2 separate regions of the Sus scrofa genome follow, and region 2 is linked to region 1. The links are chromatin contacts, called in public Hi-C maps. All regions are on one chromosome and are shown on one strand. Each heading gives the region's core, a stretch centred on a gene start, on an enhancer-like site or on the middle of the called end of the contact. The rest is flanking DNA. Distances are from core to core; before and after follow the strand shown. Region 1 overlaps TIPARP (TCDD-inducible poly [ADP-ribose] polymerase). Region 2 holds the start of LEKR1 (leucine-, glutamate- and lysine-rich protein 1).

Region 1 (6,195 bases), core at 380-2,879:
CTAATTGAGTAGCTGCTATTTTTTTAAAGGAAAATAGTATTATTTGGACATTCTTGTGGCCCTGCTTTCATTTTGAATGATCCGAGCAATTTTTCTGTGAATGATTCCGGAATTCCTCCTGAACTTCTGAATCATACCCAAACATGTTATACCTTGCATCAAGTTATCTTAAAGCTTTTTACCATAGATTTTATTATTCTGTTTATCTTACAGATAAAATAAATTGTTCCACAACTCAGGGTATTTTTTAAACTTGAGTCTTTTAATAATGAATGAAGGGAAGATTTATGTTAATGGACATTTTTGTTTGTAATTTACATTAAAAAAACAGTTACCTTCATGTTTTTGTAGGCAAGACGTATATAAATAATTTGGTTCTTTTAGTATGGATGTCTAAGCTTTATGCATTAATAGGGAATTGAAATTTCCACATCTGAGTTCTTTAATGAACTTGAAAATGGAGAAAATATCTTTTTAGCAACTTAAATCATGAGATTAGAACTTTGCATCTTCTATTTCAAAAGCAATGTATGGAATAAGGTGAGAAATAATGTAAAGCCCAAGTTCAAAGTCGTCATTGTATAGAAGACCTCTTGAGATAGATGTAAGGTGTATATCCAGAATGTAGTTTTCCTGGTCATAAACGTATTCACTTGATAATATAATGCGTTCAAGACATTATCTTGTTTGGGTAGCAAAATTCTTAGATAAAGCTCAGTACTTTTGACTTTTTTTTAAAAGCAAGCATTGGAAGAGAAAAATGTTTTCCATTTTATCTTAAAAAAATCTTTTTAATAAGGTATTGTCCAAAATCTCTGTTGCTCTTGAACTAGCAACTCTAATTGGTTTGTCAGGGGTAATTAATTTTATATACTTTCAAAGCCACTGTAATCCTTCCATCTCCAGACTGCAAAACTGTTCAGAACAGTGACCTCCCACTTCACTCCTAGGAAACAAATTTCCAATCTGCTGAGTACTTCAGCATCTTGGTACATTAAGTTTCTATCTGTTTGAATTGGTCAGGAAGAAACTAGCAGGATTATTGTCCAACACATTATGTTCTGTTACCACGAGCAAGGCAATACAGGTATTTTGATTCTGGAAAATGCAGGAACTCTTTAAGACAGCAGCATATTGAGTATGTTATCCATTGGTAAAATTTCTTTGCTGAAGAACAGACATATGCATTGTTGGATCAGTTATAAAGTAGTTGCAGTGAGTGCTTGATTTCCAAATGAGCTTTAATGAGGTGAAGTAATGTTTATTTGACACTTGAGAGGAAAAGTATGAGTGAATTATAATTATTATTGCTGCTGCTACATTGTTAATGGTAGTAAGTGGTCCTGTCCCTATAAAAATAGCAAAAACTATTAACAGTTAATTACTAGTAAAGTGAAGTTCTCCATGGAGTACAGTAAGAAATGTTAAAAGATTGTAGATACCTAAGTGTCAAAAATCAGGCTTTTGGAAAGTTGACCTGTGGTCAGTACAACCTGGTTTTCCTTGTATTCCAAAGCGATGTTGTGTTTCCTGGCAACAAGATGCAGATAACGGCATGTTGAGCCTTGCTGAGAGATTCACAAACAAGCTGGAGCAGCCCAGGTTCACATGGTTACCACATTATTTGGCTAAAGCTATTAATCTCTGTGGTCAGGCCTGTAAAGCTGGTCTATCTGTGCAGATTGCACATAACCAGGAAGTGTGTGTTCAGCTGTGTATATGCCCAAGTCAAATCCAGCAGTCTTTGGATTCAGGAATAATGAATGGCAGTTGTTTATCCCACTTGTTTTCAGCAGTGTATATGACTTGGTGAATCATTATTATATGCTATACCCATAATAGTTCATTGTGTGGAACTTGGGGAAAGTTCATAGTTCTGAGTTTCTAGCATAGAAGTTCATAGTTTCAAACTGTATAGATAAAATTCTTTGTTTTGAAAATGGATTTAACATTTAAATTAATCCAGGTTAGGTGTGCAATGTTCATTTTATTCTCAAAGAATGAGTGAAGAGAAAGTTGTGCCAGATAAGTTCACAGGTCCCTTCCAACTCTTTAGTCAAGATGCTTAGATACTAAAAACACATGTAAAAGAGGATTTCAATAATAAAAATGCTCATTGGAGTTCCCGTTGTGGCCCAGCGGTAACGAACCCGACTAGTATCCATGAGGATGCGGGTTAGATCCCTGGCCTCACTCAGTTGGTGTTGCTGTGAGCTAGGGTGTAGATTGCAGATCTGGTATTGTTGTGGTTGTGATGTAGGCTGGCAGCTACAGCTCCAATTTGACCCCTGTCCTGGGAATTTCCATATGCTGCAGGTTCGGCTCTAAAAAGACAAAAATAAAAATGCTCATTTGGCTCATTATAATGAAATTATTTTAATTATTTTCCAATTGTGCCTTCACCTCAAATTTTGATATTATCCCATCTTGCTCGATTACTGCTTTTGTATGTCTTCAAATGTTAATTGCCAACATCAAATGGAAACAAGTTGTATGTAAGAACTCCCCATTTTTAGATGTTGAGGCTTCTTTTGCACACAGGATGGGCTTTGGAGAATTTCCAAATTACAAATATGCAGTTAAGAAAACAACATCCAATGTTGTGTTTTCGATTGAGAAAACATAGTCTCTTAATAGTTTCGGCACTCATCCTTCGTGGAAAATGATACTAAATGGCTGGACTAAGCAGTTTTAAAAGAGTCTCACTAACCTGCGGGATACTATTGTGGATAATTCAAATTGTGGACAATGTGCATATTTCCCTTTAGCAACTGAGATCACCATTGGTTTTCACATTACATTAATTTGAAAGTGTGCCAGAACAGTCTTCTAGTTTTTATCCATCCATAAGGAAGAGTCACTGTGTTGACCTTATTCTGGAGGTAATCTAAAGGTGAAAATATGACCGGTTTTATTTTCTAATTCTGAATTTCTTGAAAAGGGGGGCAGTGAAGAAGAAAGTTGCAAAATTTGACTCGATGGTTTTTTTTCTCAGAAGACTGTATTGCCCTCTTTAGAATTAAAAGTTATTGATGAAAAGATTTTTACTTGCCATGGCTTAAGCCTAGAGTGTTGTTATAGTCTTAGTTCATTAGTTTTGAGTGATTTTGATTGGTAATTCCTCTTAGAAATTTGTTTTTGTTTTTTAAAAAACTGTCCAAGGGACAATACCATTAGAAGACTTCACAGCTGCTCTGAAAGAAGACAAGTAGAATTCCATATTAGTGATAATAAAGAGCATGTACTATTCTTCTCTATATGACTTGCAGAGTGGATTGTCTTAGAGCAAGCTCCTGACTGAACTCTACTGGAATAGTTAAATTAGCCAAGTTAGCTCTGGCCTGCACAGCTGTGATGATGTATGAACTAACTCATTATGTGTTATTGATAACACTGGAGAGAGGAGAACAGCTGAAACTTACTATGCCTTGTGACTTTTTGGTATTTCTTGAATATACACAGCTGGATGAGTTTGAATTTATTTTAAAAATTCCTGCCTAAGAGAAAGAGAGAGCTCCATAAGCAGAGAACTGTTTGAAGTGACTTTCAAAATGTGTGTCTTGTGCTTTAGAATGAAGCAATCCAATGAATTATTTTTTGTACCTCTTTATGATGCTATTTACATATGAAATAAAACTAATTGGCTTCTGTCTATACTAATCCAGGGAAGTCAGTGGGTCTGTGTAGAGCTGTCATGGGAATCAATAGCAATCATTCATTTATTCCTTTTTTGGTTTTGTCAGTAAGCAGATTAGACTTTTTGAAGCAGCTGTCACCTGGCTTCAGGTTGGGGTCAGTCGGTTCCTGATGTATTCATAGTAATGAAAATGAACCTTGCAAAAAGCAAGGATGTATAAGTTTTAAATCAGACAGTTGGAAGAAATAACTTACAAGGTTATCTGGCAGTTCCTAAAAGTAAGTGTATGCCACATTATACATTTTCTCATTGAGTTGACTCTAAAGCTTTTACTTTTTATTTATTGTAAATAAACAGAAAAAAGTAATACAACACTGAAAACTTCATTCTGCACATGTGAACATGCAAAAAATGCAACTTTTGATTGATTACTGTGTTTCTGTAAAACTATTTCCTATTGTTTCACTAGAATATCTTAATTTGCATTCTACCATAAAGGAAAGGTAAATTCTTAAATTCCTTCTGTTCATCTTTGATCTTAATGACCCTTAGTTTCATATTAGGTTTGGGGACTTTTTCTAAAGGGTGTGAAGCAGTATGTAGCCCTTATAAACTTTGACTACTTCAGGGAATACTAAAATGCAGCCATTTGAGATTGTGACTGTTTTCCTATGGCCTCTTTTGTGTCTTATCTCCTTATTTGAGACCACTAGATTCTGCAAACTTGGTCTGATGGTAATAATTTTGATCACTTTTAAATTAGGACCTGAAGTCCTCTTAAGCTAGGTCAGCAACCTTTGATCATTACCAGTATCCTGTTTTTGAGTTGCACTTGTCTTTTTGTGGAAGGAAAGCTTAACGCTTTTGAGTTGCAAGATGATTCTTGATTATTAAGGCTGGTTCAAATTGGATACTGGTAAGTTTTACAAGAAACTCCCTTTATAATAAAGGCAGTAGAGTTTCTCTTTTAAAATAAATCTGAAAGTCTTAAGCTAAAATGAAGTGAATATGAGTGATTTTTTGTATCTTTGGAAGAGTGCTTTGGGTTGAGTCATTTTGTGTTTCATTTTGGGCTTGAAGGTTATAGCTTAAGATCTTAGGGTAAACTATACTTTGAAACACCTTGAACAGAAACTATATAAAAGAATAAAATACTTCTAATTAGAGTCCACCATTTCTAGAAACAAACAAGTCATGTTTTTAGATATGAAGGAGCTCCTCTAACAAAACCAAATATTCTTTTTATAATTATAGATTATTTATGGTAGTGCTTTCTAGGGACCAGGGATCATAATGCACAGACTCACCTCTTTTTAAAATCCCTGTAAGTGTTAAACCTAATCCAGCCCAATCCCTAACACATTAACTGAAAGCCTCGAATTTCTAATGTAGATGAATTCCTTGTTAATGGGGGGATTTGAAATTACAAGGGGTAGGTTCTGAAATACATTTTGAAATGAAAGGATTTTATATAAAAATAGATTCCTTTTATTCAACTTGGTAGTTTGATTTATATTTGATTTGTACAAAAGATAGTAATGCAGTCTTGTGCTAAACATGACCAGTTCTATGATCAGGAACTCAAATTTTAGAAGTTGATTATATTAATTAATTTATGATTATGAAACTTCCAGTTTTCCTTGCTGACCTAGCCAGTTGCTGTTGCTAAGACAAGCATAGAAGGGAGTTAAGTAAGCATTCCTATTTGCCGTGACCACACAACAAAATATGTCTGTCTCCTCGATCTTTCTCTGCTATGTGCTGTTTACTTACTGGTAACACCCACTTGACCAGTAAAGAACCTTTGCATGGTCATCACAATGAAAGGATAAACGTGTATGAGACTGAGAATACTAGAGCAACTGTTCCTTTTCACATTCTACAGAAATCAGTGATTTTGCAAGTATGTGTGCCACAGAATGTTGTGTAAGGAATGTATTTAAATCCCTCATGGCTAAGTTGTTTGAGAAAGAGTTTGGGAAATTTGTATTCTTTATGCAAATGTATATCCTTTGTTTTGGTGCTGTTGCTTCTAAGCATAAGGAATGATTTGTGAACAGTCTTATGTTGAAACTTAGCACTTCTCACAATAATTGGAAATGCCACATTTATAGGAATTTCTCTTTATTACATTAATTTTTTTTTTCATTTTAGGATTAAGTGATTCTTAAACCATGTCCCTTCTCATTTGACATGTACCTATAGAGTTTGTGTGATTTTCTTTGCTCTAAGTTTTTACCAGCACTGAATAGTCAGTGAAGAATCATAGGAGTAGGGGCCCAAGGGTGAACTTTGCTTGCATTTTAGTGCATGTGCTTTCAGTCTTGCCTGCACCCTGTGATCTTCACAGCTCTTGCAGCTGATCAGGGCTTGGGGAGGGCAAATGGCACAAAACACTCTAAATAATTTCCTGCTGCGGTTGGTCTTTGGTTTCTGACTGTCACCTGGCTTTGCCTTTTCATTTCCAGGCATGGTGAGAATAAAAATAAGCACAGGAGAAATACTAGGCTTGCCTTCCAAGGTAATAACAGAAAGACATCCTTGAATGGGGGGGTAGA
Region 2 (6,052 bases), core at 2,910-5,409, 140 kb after region 1:
CATCTTGTGGCAAGTGGGGTCAGAATCTGAGGCACAGACATGCATGCTGGAGAGAACTTGGCTGTTTTGGGATCATTCAAATATGATAGCAAACATTGCTTACTTACTCTTTATGAAATTCTTCTTTCTTGCACACACACAGAGATTTTATTGATGAGAAAGCTGACTGGCAGTGAGCTTCCTCATTTGAAATTCCAATATACTTCTCTCCCAACTCACAAGACCTGAAAAAGCCTTCTACCCTGTTCATGTTTGGGCCTAGAAGAGCAAAAAACATATGTTCCCTTCAGGCATCTCTGTCCTAAAGAAGGGGAGGTGCTGGGCTACTCATGAGCTATAACTCTTCCCAAACTCAGATGTTCCAACAGGAACCAGGATTATTACATCAGTGGAGCTCCCTCCATACAGGAGATGTCAGGAGCAGGAAGACATGTTTGGTCCAGTGTAAATTAGTGAAGATTTCATGACTTCCTGTAGGCAAAACACTTAGGACCTGGTCTAGAGGCAGTACTTGATTAACGCAAGCCCTTTTAACTAGAAATCAACAGACTCAAGTTTCTGGTTTGAGCTGTTCCATTAACTGTGATTCAGGGCAAGAAACCACATCTGTCTGGTTCACTGCTGAATGCCCAGAACAAGGACTGGTTCCTTGTACCATTATAATATTAACAATAATAATAATAATAATTATTATTATTAAATAATAATTTAATATTATTATTTAGAAAACTAAATTATCCTCTCTGAATTTGCTTCTTCATCCATAAAATAAGGAATTTGATCTTGATAGCACTGAAATTTCTTCTTTTCCCTATTGATCTAATTCTATAATTGCTGAGATGCAGCAAATCTAATAGTCGTCTTTTTAATTTAAAAAAAAAAAAAAAAGGATTTGCTGCCAGCATGGACATCTAGTCTTTGTATACTGAATTCCAATATTCTGAAAGGGCAATTCACTTAGAATAGCAACATATGTATAATTCTCCAATAATGTTAGGGTTAATTACTTTTGCTCTACCCCTCAAGTATTCTGGTCAGTTTTAGCAATAGTGCCAGCATTTTCTTCTATTCCTTATAATTTTTCAAAAAACTTTCATTTGAGGGTAATAAAAAGCTTAACTCTATTAGTCAAGTGTTCACGGCTACTATGAGTTCTTCTCACTTTAAAATTTTAGGATTTTTATGGAACAAGTCCAATGTTGCCAAGCATTCAGGTAATCTCTTCCTTGCCCACTGAGCCAAAAACAAAACCATTGCACAATTGTTACCATATTAAAGATGAAAAAAAAGGGCTCAGGTAGTAAGATGATCAGTGCACAAAGCCAATAAACAGCTAAACCTAGTTCTGATCTTTTTATTTTATTAATTAATTATTTATTTATTTTTTAAATTTTTTTAGGGCTAGACCTGAGGCATATGGAAGTTCCCAGGCTAGGGGGTTGAATTGGAGCTGCAGCTGCCGGCCTGTAACACAGCAACGCACTACATTGCTGCGTCTGTGGCAACTTGGGATACTTGACCCTCTGAGCGAGGCCAGGGGTCAAACCCGCATCCTCATGGATCCTGGTTGAGTTCCTTAACTGCTGAGCCAGGAAGGGAACTCTCAGTTCTGAGCTATTTAAAGTGCCTTTGTATTTTAGGAATATCTTATCAAGCAATTGGTACTTATAATAATGTGCCCCATCCCATCCATTACATGCTAGAAAGTTAATATACTCTGGAAGAGAGCATGCATAGAACATGTAGAACTTCTCCATTAGAAAATATAAAATTTCTTATTTCTATTTTAAGAGATTTACCAATAAAGGCAAATATCATAAATCTACAGTGAACAGCCTCAAAAGGCACAGTGAAAAATACCACAGTAGGTGAAAGAATTCAGCGACTCCAAAAACAAAGGTTCTTCGAGACTCAGATCTCCTTTATGTCCTGCTGTTTCAGTTTGGAGTCTAAAAGACTATCTATCTACTTTGTGTCTGACTTATTTTCCTGTCAGACAGGAACTGGAATTTGAACTTTGCTCTCTGAAAGCCAAAGGCCAACTAATTTAGGAGGAGACTCTCAAAATCAATGATGGTTTCTTCTAGTTTCATTAGTTTTGTCTAAAATGATTAAAGGATTTGATTCCCAGATAACCATGATCCTCGCTGCTATTTTTACAAATCACATTAATTTCTATACTTAATTCTGATCATTGGCATTCCTAAAGCAAGTCTGGATTCATGTAGCATTCCAACCCTGAGTTTCAACTTTTCAAGTTTCCAACAGAATCCTGTTGCTAGTGAGTGATGATACCTTTATTGTAGTAGCCCCAAGGTGTGGAAGTTGTTTCCTGTGGCCTAGACTCAGCCCAACCCCTCCACTTGTTGAAACATCTGCAAATACTTTGTTCATTTCAGAGGCATCTGACCACAGCTAGCCTCCCATCTGGATTGCTTCCTTTTTCCTGATTGCTCATGTAAGGCATCAATAATCTGGGAAGGCACTCAGCAAGAGAGAAACTGGGAGGGCCCCAGGATTAGAGGGAAGTGCTTGGAGGTTAGTTCTTTGGCTTGTCTCTTATACTTATTCATTAACTGATTCATTCAATCATCACCATTTATTGGGTGGTACTAGCAAAGCAAATATCAACCAGAAGCAGTTTCTGTCCTCAAACAGGAAATAATCCTGCATGCTATACTTATTATCTCAGATCAGGAATTATATTAACTAGTTTATAATAATTATATTTGCCAGGTGTCTTCTGTCTGTAAAGTTCTATAATTGCTTTAGTTCTTTGGTAGGTTTAAGATTTATGGAATATTTTCCTTAATCTCTTTGTTCCCCCACTTTGAAACTACATAAAATTGAAGGCAATACTCTCTAAAGGACTTTGTAAATAATAATCACTAATTAATTTAAGAAATACCACAGGAATCTTTATCTGATGAGTGAAATGATAAACTGAGTAATCATTCCTTCATATGCTGCATTTGCTTTAGGCTTATATGTTAAACTACAAAATATTTGCTTAACAGTTATAAGGAAGAGACTATATTTTAAAAGATATTAATGCTGCTGGGTTATTTTTTTGCCCTTATGTGATATTAATTCCACATCTTAAAAATACATCTATATTATGCACACATGTGCACATTTTAGTAAGTTAATTATAATCAAATCATACAAAGATCTAATTAACTCGTCCCAGGAGTTGTTGAGCAATAATTATACGTTCAAAGCACCAGCAGATTTAAGGTGTATACAGGGTGGGGCCCATCCACCCAGGATTTCAAAACCACATGGTTCTTCAGGTCCTGTTGAGGCTTATCTATTTGCACGTCTTCCTGCAGGAGTTTGGACTAATCAGGTCACTACATCTAGACTGCAGTCTCTATCACTGATTGTTTGCAACATGACATAACATCAATAGGCCACAGAGAAGTTAGCAACAGGGTAAAGGAAAACTGCTTTAATACCAAGGATATCGCCTGTTCAGCGTGTTCAGCGGGTCATATATTGTGTATCAAACCATCTGATATCAACTCCTACAAATGAGCTCAGCCAAAAGGTTCAACCATTTTGTCTGATGGTATCATGTTCTCCAGTCACAATGCAATAGTGAGTCAACCTGTTGTGAGCTGACAGTTCTTCCAGTTCGCTAAAATGGAAAAGGCAGGTTGCTGCTCCAGCATTGCTTCTGTTTTGCTGCAGAATATTTCATATGGCCTCATGCCCCAGCTAGTCTTCGTTGATCTAGATAGTAATTGGACATCTTGGAAGCAGACAGAGGTTGGTTCATTTCTCCTTCAGCCTTGGCTTCTCCCCATCCCCCAACGCTCCCTGTCTTGCAACTCATAACAGAGCAGTGCTATTAAATTCAACATGAAAACACACATCAAGGGGCAGATAGGACCTAGGTGCCTGACAACTCTGAAGAACAGTGAGCCCCTACCCTGAATAGTGCTTTGTTCAAATTATAAAAAAAAGACACCTTGGAGTTGTCATTGTGGCCCAGTGGGTTAAGAACCTGACACAGTGTCCGTGAGGATGTGGATTTGAACCCTGGCCTCACTCAGTGGGTTAAGAATCTGGTGTTACCGAAAGCTGTGGCGTAGATTGCAGATGTGACTTGGATCCAGTGTTGCCATGGCAGTGGTATAGGATTCGACCCCTAGCCCAGGAACTTCCATATGCTGCAGGTGCAGCTGTAAAAAGGAAACAAACAAACAAAAAAACACCTCTTCCTCAGGTGGATGGATGGCATATATCTTAGCATGTGAAACTGGGGCTGGAGTCCAAGAGTTCAATGCTTACCCACCTCCTCTGCCAGGCACTATTATGTGGCCAACAAACTGCACAAGTGTACAGCGTCTGGGCAGAAAGGGTATGAGAGCCTTCCAATGATGGCAGAAGACATTAAGAAACATGAGGGCAACTTTAATAAGGAGAATAATGGGAAACAGGGAGTAATGGGTAGTTTTGTCTTATGACTTTCTAAATAAAAGAAGCCTTCTGAATCAAGTCAAAATCACTTACCACTCTGTGGTGACTTCTTTTCCCTCTCAGGGGATCACTTCTAAAAGCTGAGACAAGGAGCAGTTTTTACATTTACACGGAGATGTATGTACTATATCACTATTCCTGAGGTGGTCTGCACTTAAATAGAGGCAAGAAAATTAAACATTAAGTAATCAGTTTTGTCTGATCACTGCTCTATCCCCAACACCTAGAACAATGCCTGACATACATTAAATGAAACTCTAATCCTAGACTGTCAGTCATTGAGCATCTGGAAATACACCAAGATGTTCTCTTGCTTTCAAGATTCCATAGATCAAATTAGTCATCAAAAACTACTTTTCTTTTAAGCACTTCATAGGCAATAGGTCTCAGCTTTCTTACAAAATACCATCACTATAAATACTACTCAAATACCAATTATTTAAAACTTCCATTGCACATCATGAGCTATTTGTCAACTGGCAATAAAACGCCTCTAAGCCAAATGTTTTTATGTAAGGATGCAGCTTTCCAAACTGTACTTGATACAGTACTTGATAGACAAACAAAAAAAAAATTGTGGCATAGTTGTATTTAAACATTATTTTATGCTTTTTAAATTTTATACATGGGTTGTCATAACAGTGTATTATTTATAATATTTGAATGTATCATCTTCCTCCAAAGATCTCAGAACACCTTTGGTGAGTAAGGAATAGTCCTCCACACCTCTGGTGAAGTAGGTATGCTGTAACATATTTCCATTATAGCTGGATCACATGTGAGTCAGTGGCAGGGCTGCATTATTTACTCATGAAAATTTCCTTCCCAGCTCTAACCATTAGAGTATTGCCTACACATTCATTCATTCACTCACTCATTCCTTCCTTCATTCAAAAATTCATTTGATGCAGTTTGCTAGCCACTTAGGCTCAAGTCCCTATTTCCTTACTGCATCATATGAATATTACAATCTGTTAAAAATTCTCATAATATTTAAAATTTAGAGCAGAGATTTTTCTGCACATGGTAATTAATCCTGTTTCATAGTGGCATACCTACTAGTGTGTCACATGCATACTAAGGAAATGACTGAAATACAAAAAAATTTAAAGATATACTTCTCATTCTTAAGTTATGGATGTTAATCACATGTCTCTAAGGCCTTTTTTTTTTTTAATATTTGCCTGGTGCGGCTAAATAGCTGTGTTTTCTGTGTCTAATTAGAAGTTTCCGCTGTGTATTACAGCTGAGTTGGTACAAGATGTTCAAGACCATGAAAAGATGAATGTAATAGCTTCCTTGTGTCATGGTCTGAATTTTTTTTCCCTCAGTTCATTTGTCCTTTTAAGTAATCATACTCTTTGTACCGGCTCTCATCTGTATTCACAGTGATTGTTCTTGCCAAACCATGCCTCCAGACTTGACTGTATAAATTAAATTTCATGCACGCATATGCAAGCCCTGTGCACTGCCTGTTAAACGAAGTAATATAAACAAATTAAGGGCACATTTTAACGATCTTTGAGTTCCATGTAACAGTGGTTTTTAGACAGTTTCCTACTGGGCA

Evidence for each region. A called contact is a pair of places that touch in the nucleus more often than the background predicts.
Region 2: a Hi-C map of embryonic fibroblasts shows a contact between it and region 1, with 4 times the contacts expected there. The contact joins the promoter of LEKR1 here to the enhancer-like site in region 1. A contact is called at or near these places in 3 of 5 promoter capture datasets (fetal liver, fetal skeletal muscle and liver), 27 of 47 Hi-C or Micro-C datasets (adipocytes, alveolar macrophages, blood and 16 more) and 2 of 2 datasets of contacts at active chromatin or transcription factors (alveolar macrophages and skeletal muscle).

What each region holds. Positions count from the first base shown.
Region 1 is chr13:96,500,897-96,507,091 of Sscrofa11.1, forward strand. The region is part of intron 2 of TIPARP (TCDD-inducible poly [ADP-ribose] polymerase); the gene reads left to right. Among named protein-coding and RNA genes, the nearest start is that of TIPARP, 7.6 kb to the left of the region's middle. Within about 2 kb of position 1,630, at least 17 of the 83 cell types and tissues checked have an H3K27ac peak or open chromatin away from gene starts, as enhancers often do. A contact at or near this core is called in alveolar macrophages, embryonic fibroblasts and fetal skeletal muscle, where this site is marked.
Region 2 is chr13:96,636,903-96,642,954 of Sscrofa11.1, forward strand. LEKR1 (leucine-, glutamate- and lysine-rich protein 1) reads left to right here and starts at 4,160. Exons shown (of 14, transcript XM_021069706.1): 1 at 4,160-6,052.